Regions from separate parts of the Mus musculus genome. Here region 2 is linked to region 1. The links are chromatin contacts, called in public Hi-C maps. All regions are on one chromosome and are shown on one strand. The core of a region is the stretch at or near the end of the contact, and the rest is flanking DNA. Distances in the headings are between cores, read along the strand shown. Region 1 holds the start of Rpl11 (ribosomal protein L11). Region 2 holds the start of Necap2 (NECAP endocytosis associated 2).

Evidence for each region. A called contact is a pair of places that touch in the nucleus more often than the background predicts.
Region 2: a contact with region 1 is called in a Hi-C map of cerebellum, with 4 times the contacts expected there. The contact joins the promoter of Necap2 here to the promoter of Rpl11 in region 1.

The regions. Positions count from the first base shown.
Region 1 is chr4:136,051,745-136,058,785 of GRCm38.p6, reverse strand. Rpl11 (ribosomal protein L11) reads left to right here and starts at 5,393. Exons shown (of 6, transcript NM_025919.3): 1 at 5,393-5,438; 2 at 6,069-6,219. The coding sequence starts at 5,433.
Region 2 is chr4:141,074,190-141,081,220 of GRCm38.p6, reverse strand. It overlaps Necap2 (NECAP endocytosis associated 2), which reads left to right and starts at 2,864. Exons shown (of 8, transcript NM_025383.4): 1 at 2,864-3,008; 2 at 6,161-6,261. The coding sequence starts at 2,917.

The sequences.
Region 1 (7,041 bases), core at 4,144-6,643:
TGTGGGCTACCATGTGAATGCTGGGAATTGAACCCATGTCCTTTGGAGGGAGAGCAATCATTCTTAACCACTGAGCCATCTCTCCAGCCCGTCCTTCTTGTATTTTGAGAGGGTCTTGCTGTGTTGACCAGTCTGGCCTTGAGTGGACAATACTACTACTTCCAGAGAGTAGGAAAGCAAGCCTGGGGTAGAAGGCCTGTTCTTGTGTCTTTTTTTTTTTTTTAAGATTTATTTATTTATTATATGTAAGTACACTGTAGCTGTCTTCAGACACTCCAGAAGAGGGAGTCAGATCTCGTTACGGATGGTTGTGAGCCACCATGTGGTTGCTGGGATTTGAACTCCTGACCTTCAGAAGAGCAGTCGGGTGCTCTTACCCACTGAGCCATCTCACCAGCCCCTGTTCTTGTGTCTTGAACAGTTATTAGGTATCTGTTCTAGAGCCGTGGTTTTCAACCTTCCTAAGGTTTCGACCCTTTAATATACTTCCCCCTATTGTGGTGACCCACAGCTATAAAACCATTTTTGTTGCTACTTCATAACTGTAAGTTTGCTGCTGTTATGAATCATAATATAAATATCAGTTTTACAATCATCTTAGACAATGAAAGGGTTGTTCAAATCCCAAAGGGGTTGAGACCCGTAGGTTGAGAAACACTGTTCTAGAGGCTAAACAAACACACACATCGTGTTAGCTTTTGGCCATTGTACAAGATGTCAGGGTTTAGGCCCAACTCCAGAGAAGTTCCTGTGACATCGGAGACTTCATTTATCCATCTCAAAGATGGAGTTGATGCTGACCTCCTAGTCTGGTGTAGATCTGTGCAGTCGCAGAGAGACAAGTGTGTTGTCAAGTTCATTGTCCTAATGAAGGAGCCCCTCTCAGTTCTACCCTCGTGAAGTGGGCAGCCTAGGGCTTGGCTCAGAGGAGTTGGTTTCATTATCATCTTCTGACTTGGTGCTTAGCCAGTCGCTGGGTGGTACGCAGTCCACTTCTGACCCTCAATTGTTCTCTTCAGGGAACAGGAAGTAATACTCTTTTTATTACAAGTCTGAGTTTTTGTTATTGTTGGTTTTTGTTTTTGTTTTTGTTTTTTTGTTTTGTTTTCTTTTTTTGAGACAGGGTTTCTCTGTATAGCCCTGGCTGTCCTGGAACTCAATTTGTAGACCAGGCTGGCCTCGAACTCAGAAATCTGCCTGCCTCTGCCTCCCGAGTGCTGGGATTAAAGGCATGTGAATTGCTCTGTAACTCAGAATCTGCAGGTCTCTGTCTCATGTGTGCAGAGATTAAAGGCATGTACCACCATACCTGTACCTAAACTTTTCTTTTACCTGGAACTTGCTCTGTAGACCAGGCTGACCTTGAACTCAGAGATCTGATTGCCTCTATTTCCTGAATGCTGGGATGAAAGGCATGTGCCATCATGCCTGGACCAAAGCTTTTCTTTAATTCTTTTTCACAAGATGGAAGCTTAGCTGGGTGGGATCCTGCCCTGGGGTCACCACTACCTTAATATCTTTAATCTGGTTTTCTCCTTGAACACAAAATTTAGCTCCACTTGACTTCCTCGTCATCCTTTAACCTTTGAGCCATACATTTTGTATTTTTCCTTTCCATGCTTGCTACACTTGGTCAAAACACTCTTTATGAGAGTGAACTACAGGACAGAATCTATTTTAGACTTTTTTGAGATTTTTCTTTCTCAATGCAATTAATCTAAATCTCTTCAATTTAGCCAGGTAGACTATTCAGACAAGGGCAAAAAGCAGCTATATTCTTCACCAAATTATCACAAGAACAGTCTCTATGCCACATACTAAAATTCTTCTCCTCTGAAACCTGTTGAGCCAGGCCACCACAGTTGAAATTACCCTCAGTACCACAGTGGTCTTCCATGTTTCTACTAGTATGGCCTACTAAACCCCACTTGAAGCATTCCACTGTTTTCAAAAGTCGCAAAATCCATATTCCTCAAAACAAAGCATGGTCAGGCCTATCATAGCAATGCCTCAGCCTTGCACCAACTTCTCTCTTAGCTATGATTTTATTGCTGTGAAGAGACACCATGACCAAGGCAACTCTTATAAAGGCAAACATTTAATTGGGGTTGGCTGTTAGCAAACATTTCCAGTCTTGGGGAATAACTCTATTATGGGTAGTCCGGTGACTATTTAACACAAGGGGAATGCACTCTACATGAAAGGATAGCATCTTTATAAAGCCTCAGATCTATCATTTCTATAGGGCACCACATTATCTCATCATAATCGTGATCAGCATCATTAGCAGGCATGTGCTGCACAATTACAATCAGAAAACCGGTGGTGATTTTGTAATTCCAGGTCCCTCCTCTGGCAGGGTACTTGGCTCAAGACTAACCCTTCCTCTTAAAACATGGTCTCCTGCTTCTCCTGGCTCCTTGCTCCACCCAGGGTCTTTGGGGACTTGAGACCCGAAGTGAAAAGAAGTGAAAGGCACAGGGTGGAGCCAGGCTCTGCCTTCATGCCCAGCTGGCTTCCCTCTTTCATCCCATGAGAAGCTCTGGCTGTGAGTCACCAGGTCTGAGTCTTTCTGTTCCCCCTTTTCCAGTGCTACTGGCTTTTCAAGAGCTCCTGTCTCTACCTGGAGCCCTTTCAGTTGCACAGGCAATGTTGCAACCCTTTCAAAAATGAGAGAACAGAATGATCCTTCTGGTTTCCCCATTTCATTCTTTTTTTTTTTTTTTTTCTGTTTCTCAGATCCCTCCATATCCACTCACAACTTTTCCCATTGCTCAGCCATTCTCCCAATCCTCTTTGAAATAGAATACAGGGAGAAGATGAAGAAGAAGGAGAAGGAGAGGAGGAGGATGAGGAGGAGGAGGATGAGGAGGAGGAGGAGGAGGAGGAAATAGAAATTCCCCTCTGGGAGCAGTGTGGGAGAGAACCCAGAGCCAGCAGCAGTAAACTTTTTGGTAATGTCCTGAAGCAGAACTCTCATTTCTTCTTCCCTTGCCACCACTTCTCCTATGGCATTAGGAATCCTCTCTCTCTCTCTCTCTCTCTCTCTCTCTCTCTCTCTCTCTCTTCTCTCTCTCTCTCTCTTCTCTCTCTTCTCTCTCTCTCTCTCTCTCTCTCTCTCTCTCTCTCTCTTTGGTTTTTTTTATTTTTTTTTTGAGACAGGGTTTCTCTGTGTAGACCAGGCTGGTCTCAAACTCGGAAATTCACCTTCCCCTGCCTCCCAAGTGCTGGGATTAAAGGCAAGTGCCACCACGCCTGGCCCCATGTGTCTCATTCTGCTCTGTGTTAGGGGTCACTCATAACTGGATTTTTTGGCTTCTTTATTGGGTTCTATTATCTGTTGCAGCAGCAACGGGGAGCAACAACATGGGGAGCAGCAGCTGTCACAGGCCCTCTTGGGCCCCTTGCATTTAAGCTTTCTGAAGTGTCCCCAGAATTCAAAACATAAACATCTACAGCTTGTGAAAATCACACCCCTTCTAGAGCATAAAAGAAATCATAGTTATTGGGCATGGATAATCTGAAACAGCCCCATGTCCCCCACCTGGGATCAAAACAAGAACATAATCACATAACATAACTGGGCTTTAAAAAAACAAACTAGTCGGTCATGGTGGTGCACACCTTTAATCCCAGCACTCGGGAGGCAGAGGCAGGCGGATTTCTGAGTTCGAGGCCAGCCTGGTCTACAAAGTGAGTTCCAGGACAGCCAGGGCTACACAGAGAAACCCTGTCTTGAAAAATACCAAAAACAAAACAAACAAACAAACAAACTGAAATTCTCATTATGTGTAGGTTTGAAAGGTTGGAAATGCTGGGGGGCTTCTGGCCTCCCTGTGTGGGTTAGAGAAGGGTACTGGGGGCAGCAGGAAGGAGAGGGCAGGCCCTTTTTCTACCGAAGGCGTCTGTGTTCTTCTTTGCCCATGCATTCATGTTAGAGAAACTGACTGACTCAAGGAAGGCCAGCATCTGCCTGGGATGTGGATCTTGGTGGTCCTCATCCTTGAGTTCAGCTTCTGAGGATTCAATGTAACCCTGGAAGGGGGCGTGTCCTATAGTCTGTAACTGATGATCTCTTCTCAGAAGCATCTGTAAGCCATTGTCAGATCTCTCTCTCTCTCTCTCTCTCTCTCTCTCTCTCTCTCTCACCTCTGATGTCCTTTTTCTTTTTAGCTACCATGTCTAATACTTCTTTTGGAAGGTGGGTGTTGCTTGGATGTTGTAGGCTTGACTTAATTATAAAAGTAACAACTTACATACTTCACTGAATTACACAGTAACCCATGACACAGAAGTAGCTGTTTTACACAAGGGGAAAACAGACAGAAGTAATTTTAATTAGTAACTAGCTAGTTGGATCAAACCCACACCTGCCTGTATTCACAGCTCAGGACTCTTATTTTCAAAATTTACTTTTTATTTATTAGTTTATCTGTATTTAAGTTTTTCCTGCACATATGTCCTTGTAAGTGTGTGCCTGGGGTCCTCAGAAGGAAGACAAGGGCATCAGACTGGAACAGCTGATTTAAGCCACTACTCTGATTTGTATACTTGTTAACATAGTTACAAAGTAAAGGGTCTAGAATCTGTATGGTTTCTTTTTATCTTCGCACTTATTTTATGTATGAGTACTCTATCTGCATGTACACCTGCATACCAGAAGAGGGCATCAGATCCCATTACAGATGTCTGTGAGCTACCATGTGGTTGTTGATAATTGAACTCAGGACCTTGGGAAGAGCTGTCAAGTGCTCTTAACTACTGCGCTGTCTCTCCAGCCTCAGCTGATTTTTTTGTTTTTGTTTTTGTTTTTGTTTTTCGAGACAGGGTTTCTCAGTCTAACCTTGGCTGTCCTGGAACTCACTCTGTAGACCAGAATTCAGAAATCCACCTGCCTCTGCCTCCCAAGTGCTGGGATTGAAGGCGTGCGCCACCACTGCCTGGCGTCTCAGCTTATTTATTTATAAAAATTATTTTATTTATATGGGTGTTTTGCCTGTATGCACACATGGCCTGATGCCTGTAGATGCCAGAAGAGGGATCTGTCTCCCTGGAACTGGAGGCACAACCAGTTTTGAAATACCGTGTTCATGCCGGGAATTTTGTTCTTAACTGTAAAGCCTTCTCTCTAGCCCTTTGCTCAACTGATTTAATGGACTTTGGGCAGTGACATCACTCAAGAACCACCAGGTTCTGAGACTGTTCTTGGAGTCATGGACTCAAGAACATACCAGCATCGGACAACCCACGACCTAGTCTTTTGCCCAAGATGACTGCAGTTTCGAGGACAGTCCACTAGAGGTGGCAGCGCCACGACAGCTATGCCTCTCTTTCCCCCTCTCCCCTCGTTTGTCTGCCTAGAAGAAAAGCCCGCCTCCTGACCCATAAGGCCACGGGGCCGGAAGTCTCCCTCTCTCTTCCTGTTCTCCACCATGGCGGTGAGTAGGCGAGAGTTGGCTTTGCCTCGCTTTCATCCGTCTCCATCCGCAGTCGGCGGAGCCCAGGGCGGCTGTCTCGCGGGTGGCCGGAGGAGGACGGAGCCCGCGAGGCTGTTGGCATTAAGCCCGGCGGGACTGGGCGGCCGTGGGGCACCCCCGCCGCATCGCCGCCCATCCTAAGAATGGGGCTCAGGTCTGCAGCCCCGAGGGCCCAGACGCAGTGTCTGGGGGCTGCCGGAAGTGCGAGCGCGACGTGCGGAGGTCCACGGCGGGGCCAAGGGGACACTTGCAGCTTGTGTGGTGCTGGGGAGTTTCTGCGAGTCCTACTCGCAGGACCCGTGCTAGCTTGGGAAGGGGGACGGCATGGCGCAGAGGCCGGTACTTCCTGTAGTTTTGATTAGGGTTACATTGTATACTTTCTACGATCTCTAGTGTCTGTTCCCTACTCGTGGATCCGCTTGGGATTCAGGCTCTCTCTCTGTGTTCGTTCTCTTCCAAACGCGGAGACCTTGGTGGTCCCGAGGGCTTAGGCGGGATCCGGGACGATAGAAGTCAGAGCGGAGAAGACCTTGGCTGTTTCTCGTCTCTGACGGGGCGGGAGGGTGTTGATGGCTGTGTCCCTCTTCGCAGCAAGATCAAGGGGAAAAGGAGAACCCCATGCGGGAACTGCGCATCCGCAAGCTCTGCCTCAATATCTGCGTCGGGGAGAGCGGAGACAGACTGACCCGGGCAGCCAAGGTGTTGGAGCAGCTCACAGGCCAGACCCCGGTGTTCTCCAAAGGTGAGTGGCGGTGGGCTGACCAGAGAGGAGTGGATCTGGAAAGCTTGCTTCATCTGACCGGAGCACGGGTGCAAATGGACTTATAACGTGAGCTGTCGTGGGCCTGGTTGACAGCTAAGAACAGGGTTAATACCGTACACTGTTGGCATGAGGTCCTATCCATGCTTTTATTTGTATTTGTGTGTGTGTGCATGGGTACTCTGTTTGCATGCATGCCCACATGACAGAAGAGGGAATCAGATCCCGTTTCTGTTGGTTGTGAACAACCGTGTAGGTCCTCAGAACCTGTTAAACCTCTGAGCCATCTTTCCAACACCCCCCCACCAGTGCTTCTTAACTTCTGGCTCTGCCTCAACTCACTTAAAATGAATTGTGATTCCCTTGTTTGGCCACATGACAGGAGTTACCTTGCTAGAAACATGGAGTCTGTTGCTAGTGTGGTTGTGGGTGGTCTGTGATTGGGTTTGGATACTGTTTCTTAGGACCACAGTCAGCATTTTGAAAACACTGGCTTTTGTCAGTTTTAGTCTCCCAATTAGAGCATAATCATTGGTTGGGCCTGATAGCCCACAACTGTAACCCCATTACCCAGGCTGAAGCAGGAGGATTGCTGCCAGTTCAAGGCCAGCCTGGGCTACATTTGAGATTTTTCTCTCTCAAGGAATGTAACAGTCTTGCTAACCTGTGTCTGTTACTATGGCCATGCTGTTTGAGGTTCTTAGTATGGCTGGGTAAATTAGAGATGGAAAGCTCTGTTTTCTGTGTTGTGGACGATGTTGACTGACACGCTAGATGCCGTGCAATGGAAATAAGACATTACCT
Region 2 (7,031 bases), core at 1,615-4,114, 5.0 Mb before region 1:
TATACCCTTGGGTATTGGGTATGTCTTAATTTTCTGCAGCTTTTATTTACACCCACATTCATGCCCTTGCCTGGCGCTCACTTTTCTCAGTGCCTCTCTTTTTTCCTATTCCTTGTCCTTAAGCCTATATTAGGTTTGGAGATTCACCTGCCCCTGCCTCCTGAGTGGTGGGATTAAAGGCGTGCGCCATCACTGCCCAACATCTTTTTTTGTTTGTTTGTTTGGTTTTTTTTTTGTTTTTGTTTTTTCGAGACAGGGTTTCTCTGTATAGCCCTGGCTGTCCTGGAACTCACTCTGTAGACCAGGCTGGCCTCGAACTCAGAAATCCACCTGCCTCTGCCTCCCGAGTGCTGGGATTAAAGGCGTGAGCCACCACGCCCGGCTCCAACATCTTAAAATGTCTTTAATACAACTTCCAACTTGACTTCATTATACTGGCCAGTCCTGAAGTTATTTTCAATGTTGAAGCCACAAATCCTGGTTTAGGTTGAGCTAAGGTACCTAAAAGATGAGGGGAACACCTAAGGATGGCTGAGGGTGACAGTACAGAGTCTCACCTTTGTCCCCTCATTGCTAAAACTGATGCTTCGAACTTGTAGCCATCCTCCTGCCTCTGCGACATCCTCCACACTGGGACTGCAAGCATGCTCTACCATATCCAACTGGGACTTCTTTTTTTTTTAACTTTTTTTTCGATTTTTATTTATTATTATACATAGGTACACTATAGCTGTCTTCAGATACCAGAAGAGGGCATCATATCTCATTACGGATGGTTGTGAGCCACCATGTGGTTGCTGGGATTTGAACTCAGAAACTCTGGAAGAGCAGTCTGTGCTCTTAACCGTTGAGTCATCTCTCCAGCCCAGGGGACTTCTTTTTAAATGACTCATTTTACTGAACTTCAGTTTGTAGGCTCTAAAATACAACTCTCACTTCAAGGAAAACTGAAACTCTTTTTTTTTTTTTTTTGGAGCCATAGGGATGACTGTGGCCCAGAAACACAGATTCACGTTACCAGAATACATGTTCCAGGTGTGGTAACAATTTCATGAAAATTTCATAATGACTATCTTAGTCAGTGATCTATTACTGTTAACAGACGCCATGGCCACAGCAACTTTTATAAGAGAGAGCACGTAATTAGGCTGGCTTACAGTTTCAGAGATTCAGTCCATTATCATCAAGGCGGGAAGCATGGCAGCACGCAGGCAGACATGGTGCTGGAGAAGTAGTTGAACATTCTCCATCTGGATCTGCAGGCAGCAGGAAGAGAAAGGCACTGGGACTGGCTTTGACTTTTGAAACCTCAAAGCTCACCCCCAATAATATACTTCCTCCAAAAGGCCACACCCACTCCAAGGCCACACCTCCTAGTTCCTCTCAAGTAGTGCCAATTCCTAATGACCAAGCATTCAAAATTATGAGCCTATGGGGGCCATTCCCATTCAGACCACCACAGTGATGAAAAAATAGTTATAAACCGAGGCATTAGCCCGGCCGTGGTGTCGCACACCTTTAATCCCAGCATTTGGGAGGCAGAGGCGGGCAGATTTCGGAGTTCGAGGCCAGCCTGGTCTACAGAGTGAGTTCCAGGACAGCCAGGACTGCACAGAGAAATCCTGTCTCGAAAAACCAAAAAACTGAGCCAGGCGTGGTGGCACACGCCTTTAATCCCAGCACTCGGGAGGCAGAGGCAGGTGGATTTCTGAGTTTGAGGCCAGCCTGGTCTACAAAATGAGTTCCAGGACAGCCTGGGCTACACAGAGAAACCCTGTCTCAAAAAAAACCAACAAAAACAAAAAACCCAAAAAATCAACAAAACAAAACAAACATCAAACCGAGGCATTTTTCAAACCGTTGGTGGAGACCTCAGGCAGGTGAGTCACCGCAAAGCCGGGAAACATCATTTATGGCCCTTACTTGCTATCTGATGACATTCTTAGCCTTTATTGGTGAAAGCTGGCATTTGTACCTTCCAAAGGATTTACCTAATAGTCACAAGGATCTTAGGTCACATACAGAGGTGGCCAATAAATGGCTATTTAGAGGGTCAAGATAACTCAAAATCAATTCGCCTCCCAATCTGCCTTATTCTAGCTTTTCACAAGTGATCAACCTCGTGGAAGGATTAGGAGGTGTGTCCTCGTTGGAAAAGCTGTGATGGGGGTTTGGTCTTTGAGTTTTCCAAAAGCCCGTATCAGGCCCGGGTCACTGTCGTCCGTGCTCCCCTTCCTCCCGCCCCATCCCTGTGTGCTGTGGCCCTTCCACCCCCACCAGGATCATGACGTACAGCTCTCAGCTGCTTCTCTGGTATCACGCCTGCCTGCATGCCGCCATGCTCTCCCGCATGCTAATCATGGACTAAGCCTCTGAAACTGTAAGCAAGCCCCCAATGAAAGGATTTCTTTTTGTAAGTGTTGCCTTGGTCATAGTGTCTCTTCACAGCAAAGACAACCAGGAACTTTGGTTCACAACTTTGATTTGTACTCCTGTTGCGCTAAGCCACTGGGGCCTTGCGCACATAGTAGGTTATAAAAAGTTGTGGAGCGAGATTCCTCCAGAAGCCTCTGAGAACCTTCTGGGATTGGCGGGGACAAGGACATTCCGTCAGAAGGGCAGGGCTGCAGGGTATCTTGCATATCAGCCACCCTGGTCTAGGGTATAGAGTTTGAACTACAACCAGGTTCGGGATTAGGCTCAGATCAGCGGCATCTCGAGCTTCTCAGGTCCCACAGCAGCAGAGAGCAATCGCTTCACGGTCTGATCTGAGGCGCCCGGCAGAGGGCACTCGGGAGCGATCGGGGGGTCCCCCGGAGCTTCCGCTCTAGACAGAACTTGGTCATAGAGTCGCATCACTTCCGGTCCTGAAGGGGCGGGGAGAAGCCGGAAGTCCCGAGGGCTCGGGCGATAGAGATGGAGGAGAGTGAGTACGAGTCTGTTCTGTGTGTCAAGCCGGAGGTCCACGTCTACCGCATCCCGCCGCGGGCCACCAACCGTGGTTACAGGTGACCGTTCCTGGCTTAATCTTCCCGTCCCCCGCCCCGGCATGCACTGCGGGGGACGAGGACCGGTTGTCGGGTTTAGGGGCGGAAAGGATGGAGCCCTGTGGCTACTTTAATCGGGGCCAGACTTAGGAGGGGTCGCTGGCCCTGAGCCGTCAGCGGGACGCCGGCAACGGTCGCAGCCAGCTCCTGGGGACCCGAGAGCGCAGTGGGTTCCCTCGGCGGGGTCTACGGGTCGTGTCACAGCGCTAACCGACAGTCGTGACGGGATCCCAGAAAACCCTGCCACCCGCGGAAATCCCCGCCGGGAGGGCACGGGAGGGAACCCGGCCATCTGGGGGACCCGTCCCACGAAGCCCAGGGACGCTGTTCCTATCTCCGGCTCTCCTGACCCCAGTTTCACCCCTGATCACAACATACTTGCAGCTGGGAGGATACCGCCGCCCTTGTCTTGAGTGAGCGTCACCTGAGGCAAATAAACTCAAATGCCTGTAAACACACGGAGTGTCTCCGGAAGGGAACCCAGGACTCTAGTCTAGGAGAGGAGACACAAAGTTGGACACCTTCCCTAACTGAAAAAGATGAAAAATACGTGGTGTGTCCTGTGCCCTGTGGTGGGGTGTTGCTACTTAGGCTGGGTGGCTCTCGAAGGCGATGGGTGTCTGAGTTGTTTGGAAACAGGTCGTCGGGTACCACAAATGTGTTGGAGGGCCAACTCCATCTGCCCTTTGCGCTATGTAACACAGGCTCATAACATTTTCTGAATGGGTATCTTAGAACACTTAACTGTGTCGGTGCGATGATTTTAAAATAATATTAAAATGACAAGAATGGAGGTCAGCAAGCTACAGCTGCCTGTGCTTGCTTTTGCGTGTCTGGGTGTGGTGCGGGTGCATGCAGAAGCCACAGGAGTTCCAGCCAGTGTCTTGCTTTTTTCATGTCCGTTGTTCCCTTGAGGTGGCCCCTAACTGAAGCTGGGGTTGGCTGTTTTCATCTAGACTAGGTGTTCAGCAAGCCCAGTGAAACTCCTTTCTCTGCCCCACCCCACACAGTGGAGGGTCTACAGGTAGCTGGAGCCAGACCTGGCTTTTAGGCGCTAGAGATCCAAACTCGGGGCCTCAAGCTTGCTCATCTGCACCGAATCATCTCCACAGCTGTCTCCCTTTCCTTTCTTGTTATCAAACCGGAGATTGGCAGTCTACCCCTATCTGTTGGGTCTTCGTTCAGTAGACTAGGGTTAGCTTCTCTTGATCCTCCGGAGGGTGGGGTCACCAAGTATCCAGCCAGGCTGGTTTGATACAGAGGAAGCTGCCCGCCCTACACTCAACCTTTCGGGCTCTCCTTAGCCTGAATCTAAAGCCCGCGGCGCCAGGAAGAGGAACAGAAACTGAGCCTGCTGCCTTGTTAGCTGAAGATGTACATTCATGTGGATCTGCCACAGCTGCCAGCTAGAGTTCTAGAGAGCTGACAGTGGCTTTGCTTAGAACTTCCCAGAAAAGCCTTCTGAAAGTACCCATGGCATTTGCTGTTCAGGGGTTTCTCTTTGCTTCTGCTGCTGCTGCTGCTGCTGACGACGACACTGTTGCCTTCTAAAGGAGCCAAAGAAGGCATTGACGAGGGTCCTCGTTCCCTCCTACCTGGAATACAGCCGAGAATATCCTTCCTAGCCGCTCTTTCCTCCCCCGGACCCTCATGCACTTTTACACTCTTTCTACCAAAGATCCTGTCCCTCTGTACTCCCTCCATGGTCTCAAGGGTCCCCCAGCCGGTTGGTCCCGCTAGCTTGGCATCACAGTGCCTTAACAGACACAATAGGCCCGGAGCTGCTTCCTCTATGGACAGGAAGCTGGGAAGGAATTCCCACTTGGGTGAAGGTCTGTGGTCTTTAGAATAGGGGCCAGCAACAGCGGCTGCGTGTGGGCGTTTTGAATGCCAGCACGCTCCAACTGCCTGCAGTTTTGAATGGCCACAGGCTAAGAATAATATTTTGGACAACTTGAAATGACTGGAGATTTTGAAGACTGTTTCATAACGGAACAGTTACGAGCTTCGGATTCTGAGGACTTCCTGAGGGACAGCCTTGCCAAGAATAGCTATTACAGTTTTCATTTTTACATTTACTTTTTGTATATGTATGGATGTTTTGTCTGCGTGTATCACAGGACTCAAGTTACAGACCCTTGTTATCTGCTAAGTGGATGTTGGGAATCGAACTCAGGTCCTCAGATAGAGTAGCCAATGTTCTTAACTCCTAAGCCATCTTTCCAGCCCTGTAATAAGGACTTTTTTGTTGTTGTTGTTTTCTGTTTGTTTGTTTGGTTTTTCGAGACAGGGTTTCTCTGTATAGCTCTGGCTGTCCTGGAGCTCACTTTGTAGACCAGGCTGGCCTCAAACTCAGAAATCCACCTGCCTCTGCCTCCCAAGTACTGGGATTAAAGGCATGCGCCACCACGCCCAGCCAGGACTTTCTTTTTTTAAGTTTATTTACTTATTTATTGTGTTTATCTGTGTGGACACATTACTGTTACATAGATGTGTACTGTGTCTGGGTACATTGCTGTCACATCTGTGTGTAGTGTGTTTGTGTGGGCACACTGCTGTCACATCTATGTGGCGGTCAGAAGACAATGTGGGGACTTGTCTCTTCCCATGATGCCACACACCTTTAATCCCAGCACTCAGGAAGCAGTGGCAGGTGGATCTCTGTGAGTTTAAAGTCAGTCTGGTCTACAGAGGGAGTTCCGTGCCAACCAGGGCTACACATTGAGACCCCATTTCAGAAGAGAACGGTTTAAACCACATTTGTTGGTGTGTATCTGCGAGCTGGTGTAAGTTTGTGGTCTGTGCACGTGTGCTGTTGTGTGAGTGGCCTTCGGTGGACAGTTGGTGGGAGCTGGTTCTCTCCTGCCCTGTGGAGTTTCAGGGATGGGAAGCAGGTGAGTGGCTGGGCTGTGGTTCCTTTCCCTGCCCAGCCCTCTCACCAGCCCCTGCATGTGGCACAGCATCAGAATAGTCCAGTTGACCAGCAGAGGCTGTGTGGCCTGCGGGGATGGAGGTTTGCCGATATTGCACCCTTGAGCAGGCAGCCTCTCCCCATTCTCTTTCTCGGCATGGGAGGCATGGAGTAGGAGGCTCAGTGTCTTTTGTCCTCCTAGGGCCTCAGAATGGCAACTGGACCAGCCATCGTGGAGTGGCCGGCTGCGGATCACTGCGAAAGGGAAGGTGGCCTACATCAAGCTGGAGGACAGGACCTCTGGTAAAGGCTCAGGACACGAGTTAGGCTAAGATGTCTGAGCTGCCTCCCCCCCCCCCCCCCCCCCCCGTGGATGAGAGAGACTGCTCTGGCCAAGCCAGGCTGTTCAGAGCCATGGCAGGACCATTACTGCAAGATGAAGGCCTCTGGGTGCATCCAAGTGCTGACGTGCCGTGCTTATAATCCCAGAACATGGGAAGACCCTTTCTCACGCAACAAAACAAGGGTGTGTTTGATCCAACACAGAGGGCATTGTTGTTAGCGTATCTTTGAGTGTGAAGCCCAGCATAAAAGCTCCTGGCTCAAGCCAGGCAGTGGTGGCACATGCCTTTAATCCCAGCACTTGGGAGGCAGAGGCAGGTGGATTTCTGAGTTCGAGGTCAGCCTGGTCTACAAAGTGAGTTCCAGGACAGTCAGGGCTACACAGAGAAACCCTGTCTTGAAAACACCAAAAACAACAACAACAAAAAGCTCCTGGCTCTGTGGTCTTCGCTGTCTGCCTGGTCTCTGAAACTAAACTAAGCTACTGTATTTTAGACACTCTGCTTTCTGCAGGGCCTACTGGCTCCTCTTACAGTCCTTCCTTGGTGTTAGGCCTTTCTGGGTGTGACATATCTGTGATGGCCCATCACCCTCAGGCTTAGAGCCAGCCACAAATAGATAAATTGCTGAGCCTGGGGGGTGGCAGCCCTAGCCTGCCGTTACTGTGTGGGCACGGAGGCCCAGTGTAAGTGGAGTTTTTAATCTTTAAGAAAAGCAAAGGCTGGCATGGC